Linked DNA regions of Sus scrofa: region 1 is linked to region 2. The links are chromatin contacts, called in public HiChIP or PLAC-seq maps. All regions are on one chromosome and are shown on one strand. Each heading gives the region's core, a stretch centred on a gene start, on an enhancer-like site or on the middle of the called end of the contact. The rest is flanking DNA. Distances are from core to core; before and after follow the strand shown. Region 1 holds the start of CAP2 (adenylyl cyclase-associated protein 2). Region 2 holds the start of RBM24 (RNA-binding protein 24).

Region 1 (6,029 bases), core at 699-3,198, 85 kb before region 2:
TTGACAGTCACTGTCATGATTTCTCGTAGTCAACTTTTTTTTCTCTTTAATAAATATATATATGACACCTTGATTTAATTTTATTTAGGATTTTTAGATTTGGGGATCATAGAGGAGACCTTCCTTGCACAATAATGCTTCAAAAAATCATGATCCAGCTTCACTCAAACCACTGAGTTAATCATTTTCACAAACTTTTATTTTTTATTGCCTGCTCATTACATGCTGTGGGTCAAATACTGCTTGGTACAGTAAAAACTACCAAAAACTCCATCTTGCCCTCAAGAGGCTTACAGTCTAATTAGACTCTGGTAACTCTAAGAAAAATTCCTCCAAAGATCACCCCACAGTTGTAATCTTACATTAAAGGGGCTTAGACACGTTACCAGAAATTTGAAGCCATGCTCCTTAAACTAAAGTTTATGTAAGCAGTCAAGAAATAGCACTCTGTAAATAATTCTGGTAAACTTTGGGGCTTTAAGTCCCATAGGCTTCTGTATTCCCTACATCACCAAAGAGTCTTGCTCTTTTATGCTGTGTTCATCTCTACTTTGGCTGTTTGGACCTAACCCTCGTTCAATATCCTAAATGCAGCCACCCATATTTACTCATTTTAGAGAATGCATCCATCGGTTCAAATACTGCTAAAACTTGCAGCCTGTTGGGGCTGTCAGACACCACTCTGGTGGCAATAAAGCAAAGGCCATCTGCTTATGCGATTATTAGTCCCCAAAGTGGTGATAACGAGGCTACTACCTCCATGAATCACCCTCTATCCAAAGGAGACAGGAACTGAGCGGCAAGGTGCCCTCTTGAACTGTCCCTCAATGCCTCAGTGGCCTTTGCATTTTTTGAAAGTGACTCATGGCCTCGAGTCAGGTTCTGCAGAGAAGCCAGGTCCTTTTCTTTCCAGTCCTCTCTGGAGACGGTCAGATCCAGTGCAATGACAGTCCCCCTCAATCTCTGCACTGCCCTGAAGCTCAGAGCCAAGAGGAAGAGAACCTCCAAAGTTAGATGGGCCTGTCGCGCAGCAGCAGCAGCAGTAGCAGCAGCAGCAGCAGCAGCGAGGCGGGGGGAGGCCAGGATCTAACCCCGTTCCAGCAGGGCAGGCGGCGGGGGCAGGGAGGGCCGCTGCACTGACCCAGATGGGGCGCTCGCTGGCACGAGCCCTGCTCCGCCGGTGCCCCGCAAAGTCTCGCTGTCCGCGCGGCGTTCTGACCCCACAGGCGCCCGAGCCTCCTTTATTCCCTGCACGCCCGCCGCGCCCCAGCCCCTCTGCACCCCACCCACTGAGCGCAACTTCCAAGCACGGCCTCCTCGAGGTACCCCTACCCCCCCTCCACCTGCACCTCGGCCCTTCCCCACCCTCGCAGGGCCCAGCCGCTCCGGATTACCTGCTTGGGGGCCTGGGGTCTGGTGCTCGGCTCGGTGATGCCGCGCTCGGCCACTCGCACCCTCCTCCTGCCTGCCCGCCACCCCTCCTCCTCCTCCTCCCCCCTGAGTAGGAGTCCGTGTCAGTCACGCTGCTCCGGGGAGAGTGGCCGGCGGCTTCCGGGAGCTCCAAATACAGACAAGCCGAGGGGGAGAGAGGGAGCGGGAGGGAGGGAGGAGAGCCAAGCTCCGCGGGTGGAGAGTGGAAATAAAGGGGAGCAGAGAGGAGAGGGGGATGGACGAAAGGAGGGGCAGATGGGCCGTGGGAGAAACGAGAGGGAGATGAGGAAGGCAGAGGACGAGAAAGAGAGCCTGCCAAGCGCCAGCCTGGGAGAGAAATGAATTCACCGCATCAGGCAGTATTGCGATGAAGTCTGGAAAGATCCGGGAGGCTCCTGGCTGAAGGAGCCACAGATTGGATCCTCAAAGACTTTTGTAGAGAAATGATGGGTCCTTAGGAAGGAAGAGACAGGCCTGTGTGTTCTTCAACCCAGTGGAGGTATAGAGGTCCTGGCTGGAGAGGGAGGTGGACAAGTAATGCTTTAGCTAGCCATCAAGTTCAGATGCGCTCATATTTTGTAACAGTATTTTAAAAATGTATTTTTAAATGTATTTTACATACGTCTTTAAAAATTAAAAATTGCCCGATTATTTCAAAACAAAGGTATCCCCAACCACATGTGCTTTTTTTTTTTAATGTAAATTTGTAGCCATTCTTCTTCATACATTGATTATAATTACAAAATTGGGTGTTTTTGTTTTTACTTTTTTGTTAACACTATTAGAAGGAAAACACTGATTTTCAGTTTTCATTAGTTCATTTCAATCTGGAATAAGCTCTTCATTGAATGAATGCAAGGGAAATAATTACAGAAAATGAGGGTAATTGATATTACTTAAAGCAAATTTTTTAAACACACACTAGGATGAGTGTCTACAAATCCAGTACTCTCTGTTGAGGTTAGAAGTGCATCTAATTTGGTTCTGTGCATTCCAAGGCTTATTCTGACCCTATAGGTCACCACTTAAATGAGGGTGTTGCCTATTACACATGGCTCTAGTCCAGAAGTGGTGATGGGGAGTGTCTCTTTGCTCCCCTTTGTCGGGAAAGACAAAGAAGGGAAACAAAGTGGCATTGTTTATGACACTGGTAACATAAGACAAACTTCCAAGCATCCAGTCCAACAAAACTTTTTTTTTCTCTAGCATTAACTTCAATCATCATTAATAGAGCATTTCTTTTAGCCAAGCATATTGTGCACTGGAGTATAAAGTATTATAGAGGATAAAGGTGAATGAGGCACACATCCTCCCCTTAGATTTATAGTATAATGAGAAGATGAACAGAGTATAAAAATAACCAGAGGGTAAGGAAGACTACAAAACTTGTCCTGAGAGAAGTATGAACAATGTCCGTGGATGTGCAGAAAAGAGGGAGTTGGCTTCCAGCACCAGGGACCAAAGAGTACTTCCTGGTGGAGGTAAGAGTTGAGTCTTCAAGCAGAAATAAGATGATAAGAATGGGCAGTGGAGAAAGCGTACTTAAGATCAAAGGAACAACAGGGACAAAAGTGGAGAGGTGAAAACGATGGGACAGGTACAAAGGACAGTCAGTGAGCTTAGCTGGAATGGAGAGTTGGGTGTTCCAGATCTGGGAAGCAAAGATAGGTCCCACGTGCTGAGGGCTGTCAATGTTGGCCTAAGTTGTTGGAACCATAAGGGGCAAGCATTGGGGGATTATTGACAGGTGTGGAACAGAATTATGACAATGAGAGTTAATTTGGAGGTGCTATCTAGGATTGGAAAGAGGAGGTAGAGAAATCTTCTAAGAAATAATTCATTAGTTTGGAGGAGAAAGGAGTGAGTCTTAACCTGCTGCCTAAATTCTTCCAATGTAACTAATTCCACCTCGTGTAGCATCCGTGTGTGATGTGACAGATGCCTCAGTGGGGCTACCCCCCAGTGAACTCTTCTTCCTCACAACTCTCTAATATTTATGGTTCATATTTTCCAACTAGACCTGAAAGTTCCAAGAAAGCAGGGATCAAGTCCTTTAAAAAGTTCAAGGTGATTTTCCCAAGGCAAATACAGAAAGGTCACTGAATACATATTTACTGATACATTTTTTTCTTTTACAAGATTTGTTCTATAAGTGGTGGAGTTGGAAAGAAGACAAGACACTGGGCTTTTTAAAATCTTTTCAGACCTTGAGATTCCAACCCAAATGCTTGCCTTTCTCCTTAGCAGATGACCTTGTTACGTGCTGACAAGGCGGCTGCTGCCTCATATTTAATTTGAATTAATGCTCCCTTAATTGCCAAAGCTAACAACATTCTTATCTTATTCCATCTTGGGCCTCTACATTGCACCCAAGACTCCCCTTCTCCGTTGATTTTGTCCCTCTGGATAACACCCTGGTTGCCACCATCTAGGGCTCTACCAGAACGCTGCTAACACAGTGGAAGTTGGGGGTGGGGGTGGGGGGGGTGCATCACTGGAATGGTTCTGCAGTTCTGTCTTTCTTTATATTGTGTAAAGTTTTTAAGTTGATTGGGTTTTTTTGTTTTGTTTTGTTTTGTTTTTTTTGGCCATGGTCATGCCACATGGAAGTTCCTGAGCCAGGGATTAAACCCAAGCCACAGAAGTGACTCGAGCTGCTGCAGTAACAATGCCAGATCCTTAACATGCTGAGCCACAAGGGAACTCCTATGTTGACTATTTTATATGAAGGGGTTTCATCAGGACTTCAACACAGAGTAGGTGACTCAGGACCTTGAAATTCATAGTCTATAAAGCACCTACTAAAATCAAGTGAAATCCAGGCTTCCATGTTTCTCTCCCAGAATCTGCTCCTGAGGTCCAAGCACACCTGTGGCTCAGTTTGACATGTAGGAGACTAACTGTCTATGAGCTGGCTTGGTGAAGAATTCTCCCTCAAAAGGGTGTATTGGATGGAAACAAAAGAACCTAAATATACCCTCTTCCTAAGCGGTGTTCATGCTTCTCAAAGAAGTGCAAAGAGAGAGAATGGGCCCCTGGATTCTAAGCTGTGCCCTAAATGAAGTGATGTTACGGCCCCAGGTCTCTGTGAAGCCTCTTCCATCCGCATGGCTGCTGAGATACCAAGACCAGATCATGGCCCCCTTGCTATTTTTCCTGAATCCCCTTTCCCCCTTTCCAGTAAGAGACCACACCAGCAAATGGAAAACATCCAATGAACTCAGTGTTCTTTTGGGGGCCTCTACCCAGCCCATGAGGAAGAAAGGATGATGGTGATATGCCTCCACAAACACTTCTCAGGAGTTAGAGTTTTGAAGAACATATTACCAACGTCTCGTGGGAGTTTGCCTTTCATTTGAATAACTCCCACGTGGAAAGTCACCAATGGTCATTTTATCAGCAGTTGATGCACACATTGTGCGTGCTGAGGATGCCACGCTCTAAGCAAACAGGGAATAATACTCATAGCTAAGACTTACTGAGCACTTACCGTGTAGATGAGTTCTTCACCTTCTTTCTTCTCAAAGAGGGAACGGAGCAGCTCAACTCTTGCATCCTGACCCTCCTGCTCTCCATTGGAGCACTGGACACTTGCGCTCGAGAAGTTGAACTCTACAAATTAAAAATTTTCCAAACTTAGGCCGTGTGAAGTCCTTGGTAAAGATTTCTATCTTATTTACTTCCGTGTGTCCTGACCCTGTATCTGTAAAAGAGAAGACTCTTTGATGGCTACTCCATGATCTGATTTTCCTGATAGGAAGTCATTATCCTGAGCGGTCACTGGATGGAGCAGCTACAAAGTATGGCAGAGCTGGCCGCGTCATGTAACCTTTGCAACATCACTTCCATCACCCACCTTCCCCTCCACCACTACACACAGTCCCAGCTTCCTGTGGCTACACCTTGTTCTTGGACACATGGTTCCAGCTCATGGAAACCAACTGGAGGTAGCAGCACACAGTCTTCTTTTTCTTAGTCAAGGTAAGGATTCTTAGTCATTATTTTGATGGTTCTGTCCACCCACAAATGGGGGTGGGAGGGTTGGAACCATGAGCACAGAAGGTGAGTAGATGAACTATAATTAGAGGAAAGCAAAGGTAAGAAATGCCAGTTTCCCTAGTACCGCAGACACCAAGAATGACACTTTTCATGTGTTCAGTGAGCAGAGATTCTTAACCCGAGATTCCCTAGATAGGTTTTGAGAGCCTGTGAGCGCCATGAATTGTATGTAATGTTTTAGGTTTTGTGCCTTTATCTGAGAAGATGATCCATAGCTTTTATCATTTTTTTTTCGGCATCATCTATGTCTACAAACTGATCAAGATATCAATGATTTTACAGAAGCGCAAAACAGAGAAGTGGTTCTTTCCTGCCTTTTCTTTCCAAGTGCCTCTGCAAAGACAGCATCTCAGGCACAAGTGAACACAGGATCTGGTTCTCCAGACCAGAGATGCGATCAGCCTTGCTGAGCAGAATTGTTTGGGCAGGTCATGTTTAGTGTATTCAATCTTTTGGAAATATCTTCTTTCTTTTTTAAAGGGTATCTTGCAATGGTCATACCTTAATTCAAAGGGATAACTCAGTAATCCCAGGCAATG
Region 2 (5,667 bases), core at 679-3,178:
GGGCAGCAACTTATTACTTGATCCTCCATCCGAAACAAAAAGAGAAAACAGAGGAGCCCCCCCCCCCAAGTCCTAAAGGTGCTAGTAAGGCCTAGCAGAGATTCGGAAGCCTGAACTCCGTCTTAGAACACCTCCACATCCCCCCCACCCCCGCCCCCGACCATTCCCCAGGTCCCTCCGCGGCCTGAGAGGCACAGTTTGCTTTAAAGAAAGACTAGCCGCACCTCCGCCCGCCCGTTGTTCCCATCCCCGCAAACACTCCCCAACGACAATAGCTATTGTCCTACGCTGGGGCTCCCCGCTCCTCGGTGGCTGAATTTACACGCGGAAATCTCCGGGAAGCTTACTAGGCTCTCTTTCACTTCGGCAAAGAGCCAGAAGCTGATCTTTTAAAAGAACGCATCTTTGCAATTTACAAAAAAAGGGAGGAGGGAGGTGGCAGAAGAGGAGGCCCAGACCTCCTGAGGTGTCCGCTCTCTGCCCCAGCCGGAGCACCAGGAGGACCCACGCCTCTTGACAAAGCAACAGCGCGCTTCCAGACCGGCCTCCAACCCGAGTGCAACTCCTAGGGGCTGTGGCTCCCAATCCCCCGCAACCCCAAACCCAGCGGTGGTTACAGTTCTCTCCTTCCACCCCTGCTCCGCCTGTCCCTCGACTTCGCAGTGCTCTCCATCCCCTCCGAGCCCCCGAAGGCAGGCGCCGGCCCTCCCTCCCCCAGCTCCGCCGCGCGCAAACTTTCAGTTCAGCCGGGAGCGAAGGGGCAACAGCGCGCGCGCCCGCGGGGATCCTCGCACAGTCACTCCGAGCCCCCCACTCCAAACTCCGACCCCCTCGGGCCAAGCGCCACTCTGCCCTTTCCCGCCTCCGCGGTCCTCGATTTCCCCGCCAGGCTTTTTGTCGCCCTCTCCACTCCCCCACCCCCACCCCCCGGCCCCGCATCCGCGCAACTTACAAATCCATAGCCCCGGGACTTGCCGGTCTGCCGGTCGGTGATGACCACCGCCTCCTCGATCTCGCCGAAGACCTCGAAGTACTTGCGCAGGCTGGCGTCGGTGGTGTGGTAGGGCAGCCCCCCGACGAAGATCTTGGTGTACGTCGTGTCCTTCTGGGTCGTGTGCATCTTCGCGCCGGCCCCGCGGCTCGGGCTCCGGCTGCGGCTGCGGCTGCGGCTTGGGCAGCGGCTGCGCCTCCTCCTCCGGCTCCGCGTCTCCCGCACCCTTTCGCGGCCTCCGGGGACCAAGGGCGAGCCCGGGGGCGAGGACGGCGGCGCGGCGGGGACGAGCGGCCGGGGGCGGCCGAGGGCGCGGGGCGCGCAGCTGCCGAGGTCGCCAGCAGCCCGGGAGACTTGACTTCGCTCTCTCCTCCCGCCCCCCCTGCCGGTCACAGTACAAATTCTCCCGATCGTCTGGGTTAGGCTGCGGTTCCTTAGGATGTGCAAACGGTTTTCACTCACCCGGCGGGGAGGCCAAAAATGAAAAGGGAGGGTGGTCCTCAAGCCGAGAACTGGGGTGCGTTTAGAGGTAGATTTTTCTTTCCTAGAAATTAGGTAGGTGTCTCGCGCGGGGCGTGGGTAGGGTCGGCTGGGAGAGCGTCCTGGCACGGAGGTGGTTGAGCTGGGGGCGCGGCGGCGGCGGCGGCGGCGGAGCCGGGGGTAGGGGACTCCGCGCGGCTTCGGCTCGGGTTCTGTCCCTCCCGCCGCGGAAGCTGGAAGACAAGTGGCGAGGACAGCTCTCCACCTCTCTGCTCCCTTCCCCCGCGGGCCGGGGGTCGGCGCCCGGCTGGGGAGGGGGCGGGCCGGACTCCTGCGATTGGCCGCGGCCGCACCTGGGGCGCCCGGCGCCGCCGCCCCCCAGCTGTTGGGAACAGCTGCTTCTCTAGCCGCGCGGCGTGGCGCTGGGCGGCCAGACTCCGGCTCTGCAGCCGGCGCTGGGGTAGGGCTGGGGATGGCTGGAGGCGGCCTGGCTCTCGGCGTCGCCGGCCCTAACCGGACAAAGTCCTAGGGACTCAGCGCGGCCCCAGCCGGGACCTGGGACACGGGGACTACGCCCGAATAGGGAGCCACGTCTCTTTCCAAAACGGCCACGCGAGCTCTTTGCGCTCGGCCTCGGTGACACGGCTGACGACCTGGACTGAAGAGCTGGGGGCCCCGAGGCCTGGAGCGGTTCGCTGGGAGGCCAATTCCCTCCGGGCGCGAGGCGCCCACGAGCTCCGCCAAGGACACCGGAGTTGGATACCCTCGCGTCTGGAGAGTGAAAAGGGGGGCCCCCAACCTTCCTTGACCCCAATGAGCTGGTGGTGAGGACAAAACCAGAGAGGCACAGCCAGGAGGGAGAAAATGGTCTGGTCCTCGGGTGTACTGGGGAGAACCATCAGCTTTCTTTGCTCAGGGCTCAGCCAGGCTAAGTTACCGTAGACACCTGTCTATCAGGCACAGCCTTCTATTTCAAAGGACCATAAATTAGCACTTCATCTCACAGTCACCAAATTTGTGTCCTCCCTAACTATTCGGAAAGATTGATGCAGATTTCACATCATAAATTCACCTTTTCCCCCCTAAGCAAAGAATTAACCTATTTCCTACTATTTAAATTACAGGAATGATTAGTGACTTGACCCCAACTGTTTTTATCAAGATGTAGTTGTAAAAGTGTAATTTTTGAAATAGACTTGTTACATAAGCCCTGGTTTCTACCAGCAAACCTTTAAGCATTTGTAGAAAATAAAGACCATGTATATTTATTTTTTCGGATCAGTTTTTTTTTTTTTTTTTTTTTTTTTTTTAAATCAAGAGTTCATTCCATTAGTCTGTAAACTCATGGTCATATTTGAGGTTTGGCTGAAGATGTTTAATGGGAGCAGAATGTTTCACCCTCCACTGTTGGCACTCAGTTTGCTTTTAAGTCATTTCCACCAGAAGTGTCCACTGAAGTCCACACAGTAACTGCCCCTGGGCAGCAACATTTATTCAGTTTAAAGCAGTTCAGTGTTAACCTATTAGAGAGGCACATACTTTTGTTCCTCTCTCCAGGGCACATTTGCAGTCAGCCCAAGAGGATGTGATATATTGCATTTGCAAAAGCTAATGGGAATGCAAATATTCTTGTGCAATATGTTGGATTCTGTTTTTCATCTTGCTGACTTTACATGAGGCTGGCCTTTTGAGGTCATCCATTTCTTTAAGTGTGAACCCCCAGTGGGAGTTATGGAGGACTAAGAAATCAAAAGTTTCTTGAAAAATCTTTTAAAAATCCAATTGAAGAAAAAGATTTTACAGGCTTGACAGCCAGAAAGTGAAATTGTAAACAACACCCTCTCCTCATTGCCGAGTTAAAATACAGGTTGAAAAGGAACTCTTTGTACTGGTACCATGAAAGATGATTTTTAAAAATTCGAAAAACAAAGCAGGCCATGAAACAGAGGAGGCGTGTTTTTCTAAATATTCAACATCCACCGTGCAGTGTCACTTAAGAATTACTGTACTTAGATGAGGCTCAGGCAAAACCTCTATTGTGAGAGGAAGCTACTTACTGAGAACAGTGATTTAGGCGGTCTCGCTTCTCTTCCTACCTGGATGGGGAGCCCACCCCAGAGAGACTGTGATAATATCAGGGAGGTGGGTGTCTGGAAGTGTAGCCAGCAGCTCCCATGTTCAGGAGGTAAAGTGGTGAAATCTACAAGGAAATTCTGATCCTAGGTTGGGATACCTGGGTGGTAGAACCTGGCTTCTGGAAAAAAGATGCTTCCCTGCCATGGTCTCAGAGAAGCTACTGTGGCCGTCCTCCGCAGTCCTTCCAACAATAAATTTGATAACTTTGTTTGAAACGTCCTTCATTTTGTATGAAATGATGCTTGGATCTCCCGAATTTTGAATTCCAGGGATAATTAAAGCATTACTTTAATCTGGTGTTACGTGACCCATTGAAAACAAAGGTTAAGAGGAATGAAGTTTCCTTATTTTCCAAACCAATTCAACTAGAAGCTGAAGTCATACTCTGTTCAGCTTGACAAACCACTGAGCGCCCCCCACAGGCAGGTGCTGGGTTAGGGCGGGACATTGCTGGAGCTGGGTTTGTTTGACATTTGCTCTTAAGTAGGTACAGTTACAATAGCCAGATTCATTCTTAGTGGGTTTATGAACCTGAGCCATCAGACCATGTAGCCTTGGGGACATAACATCTTTGCGAATTCAAAGTTTCAAGATTATTAAGTACCAAATATTTTTGCATAATTACCCATTACAAATTCAGGTTTGAGAAACAATACTTGGGTAATCCTTTTGCTTTCTCAGCTGCTTTTGGCAGAGAAGAACGCTTGTATATTCACAGCGATATGATGTGTGTTTCTCTAGAAAGGAAGAGCCATAAAATCCTTTAAAAGTTATAAATAGGTTCCAAGCTTGTCATATCCAAATGACTACATATGGATGGCCCTGAATCCTCGATTCCTACTCCATGGCAAGATCAATATTATTTCATTACTTACAGTACATTATTGTCCACTTTGTTGAAGATCTTTATCTGATCTGAAAGGCTAAAACCAAAATTCCAAGTTTCATGTTCATTTATCTGTTTTTTTTTTTTTTTCCCCCTCTTCCTCTTAACTTAATCATGGAGATCAACTCTGGGCTAATAAAGAATGTTGAGTAAAGAGAGTAATATTTCCCAAGGGAGGGAAGTACTACTCCAGGTTAAGGAGGTGCCTCCTCCAGAGATGGTATTGCTCTGGGCAGTTACTCTCCTCCAGGAAGGGCTGGTCTCTTAAGATGTTGCTTGATCTCCTGCAGGTCAATGATGTCTTCCACTGGGTACCACACACATGAATACTGAAGAAATATTTATTGGAGAGACCTGCTATTGTAAAGCAAGTATCTTATCTACTTGCAAGCTTGATGAGAGAAAATACATTCTTAGAACTAACCATTTGCAAAATATTTCAGCCAGGCACTTTTTTTTTTTTTTAATTTGGAAAACAAAAATGTAGCTTCCATGACGTCTTTTGTTTTGGTTGTTTGGAGATGTTTACCTTCTTTTGAGAGTCTGTGAGCATTCTGATGTAAACCCAACAGGTTTTCTGCCCTTTGCAGAAGTCCCATGATCAGATGTATTTCTGTTTTTCTGGGTGGGTTGGTAATTTTCTCTTAGTAACAGATAACAAATGTGTGTAATAGGTTATGCTGCTATTTTAGTGTGCAGAAGAGTTGGCAGTCAGAAACCTAGTCAGTTCAGCTCAGATCCACCTCTGGGAGAATTCTGTTCATGCTGCATTAACCCACATCTAAGCTGGTAAGTAAAATGAAATGGAAATTTGTAACTGTTATTCAATCATGAAAGTCATAATGCCTCTTTTATCATCCAGCGTCCAGAAAATAGACAGCAAAATAGTGTCACATTAGAGGATGAGGGAAGGACAAAAATGAAAGTGAGGGGGACAAAAAAAGTTCACTGCCACCTCACCCATCCGACAGTTTCATGCTGCCTGTGTAGAAGTGGCTTTAAGTGTCCACACACTTTAAATTCTATTACATAAGTCTAAAAGGGAAGGAAGAGAATTCAAACAGTTTAAATCCACTGTGTTTCTTCACACTTTAAATTCAGGGTGTACTTTGGTTTTAAGTCTTTAAACAGTGAGCCTTGGAGTTGCCAAGTTATTTTAAGGAGAAGATGATCT

Evidence for each region. HiChIP or PLAC-seq counts read pairs in DNA pulled down with a chosen protein or histone mark.
Region 1: an H3K27ac HiChIP or PLAC-seq map of skeletal muscle shows a contact between it and region 2. The contact joins the promoter of CAP2 here to the promoter of RBM24 in region 2. A contact is called at or near these places in 8 of 47 Hi-C or Micro-C datasets (brain, fetal heart ventricle, fetal skeletal muscle and 3 more) and 1 of 2 datasets of contacts at active chromatin or transcription factors (skeletal muscle).

What each region holds. Positions count from the first base shown.
Region 1 is chr7:13,207,029-13,213,057 of Sscrofa11.1, reverse strand. CAP2 (adenylyl cyclase-associated protein 2) reads right to left here and starts at 1,948. Exons shown (of 13, transcript XM_021100214.1): 1 at 1,395-1,948.
Region 2 is chr7:13,122,779-13,128,445 of Sscrofa11.1, reverse strand. It overlaps RBM24 (RNA-binding protein 24), which reads right to left and starts at 1,928. Exons shown (of 4, transcript XM_001925447.6): 1 at 953-1,928. The coding sequence starts at 1,120. It overlaps LOC110261788 (a long non-coding RNA gene), which reads left to right and starts at 1,898. Exons shown (of 3, transcript XR_002346330.1): 1 at 1,898-5,282.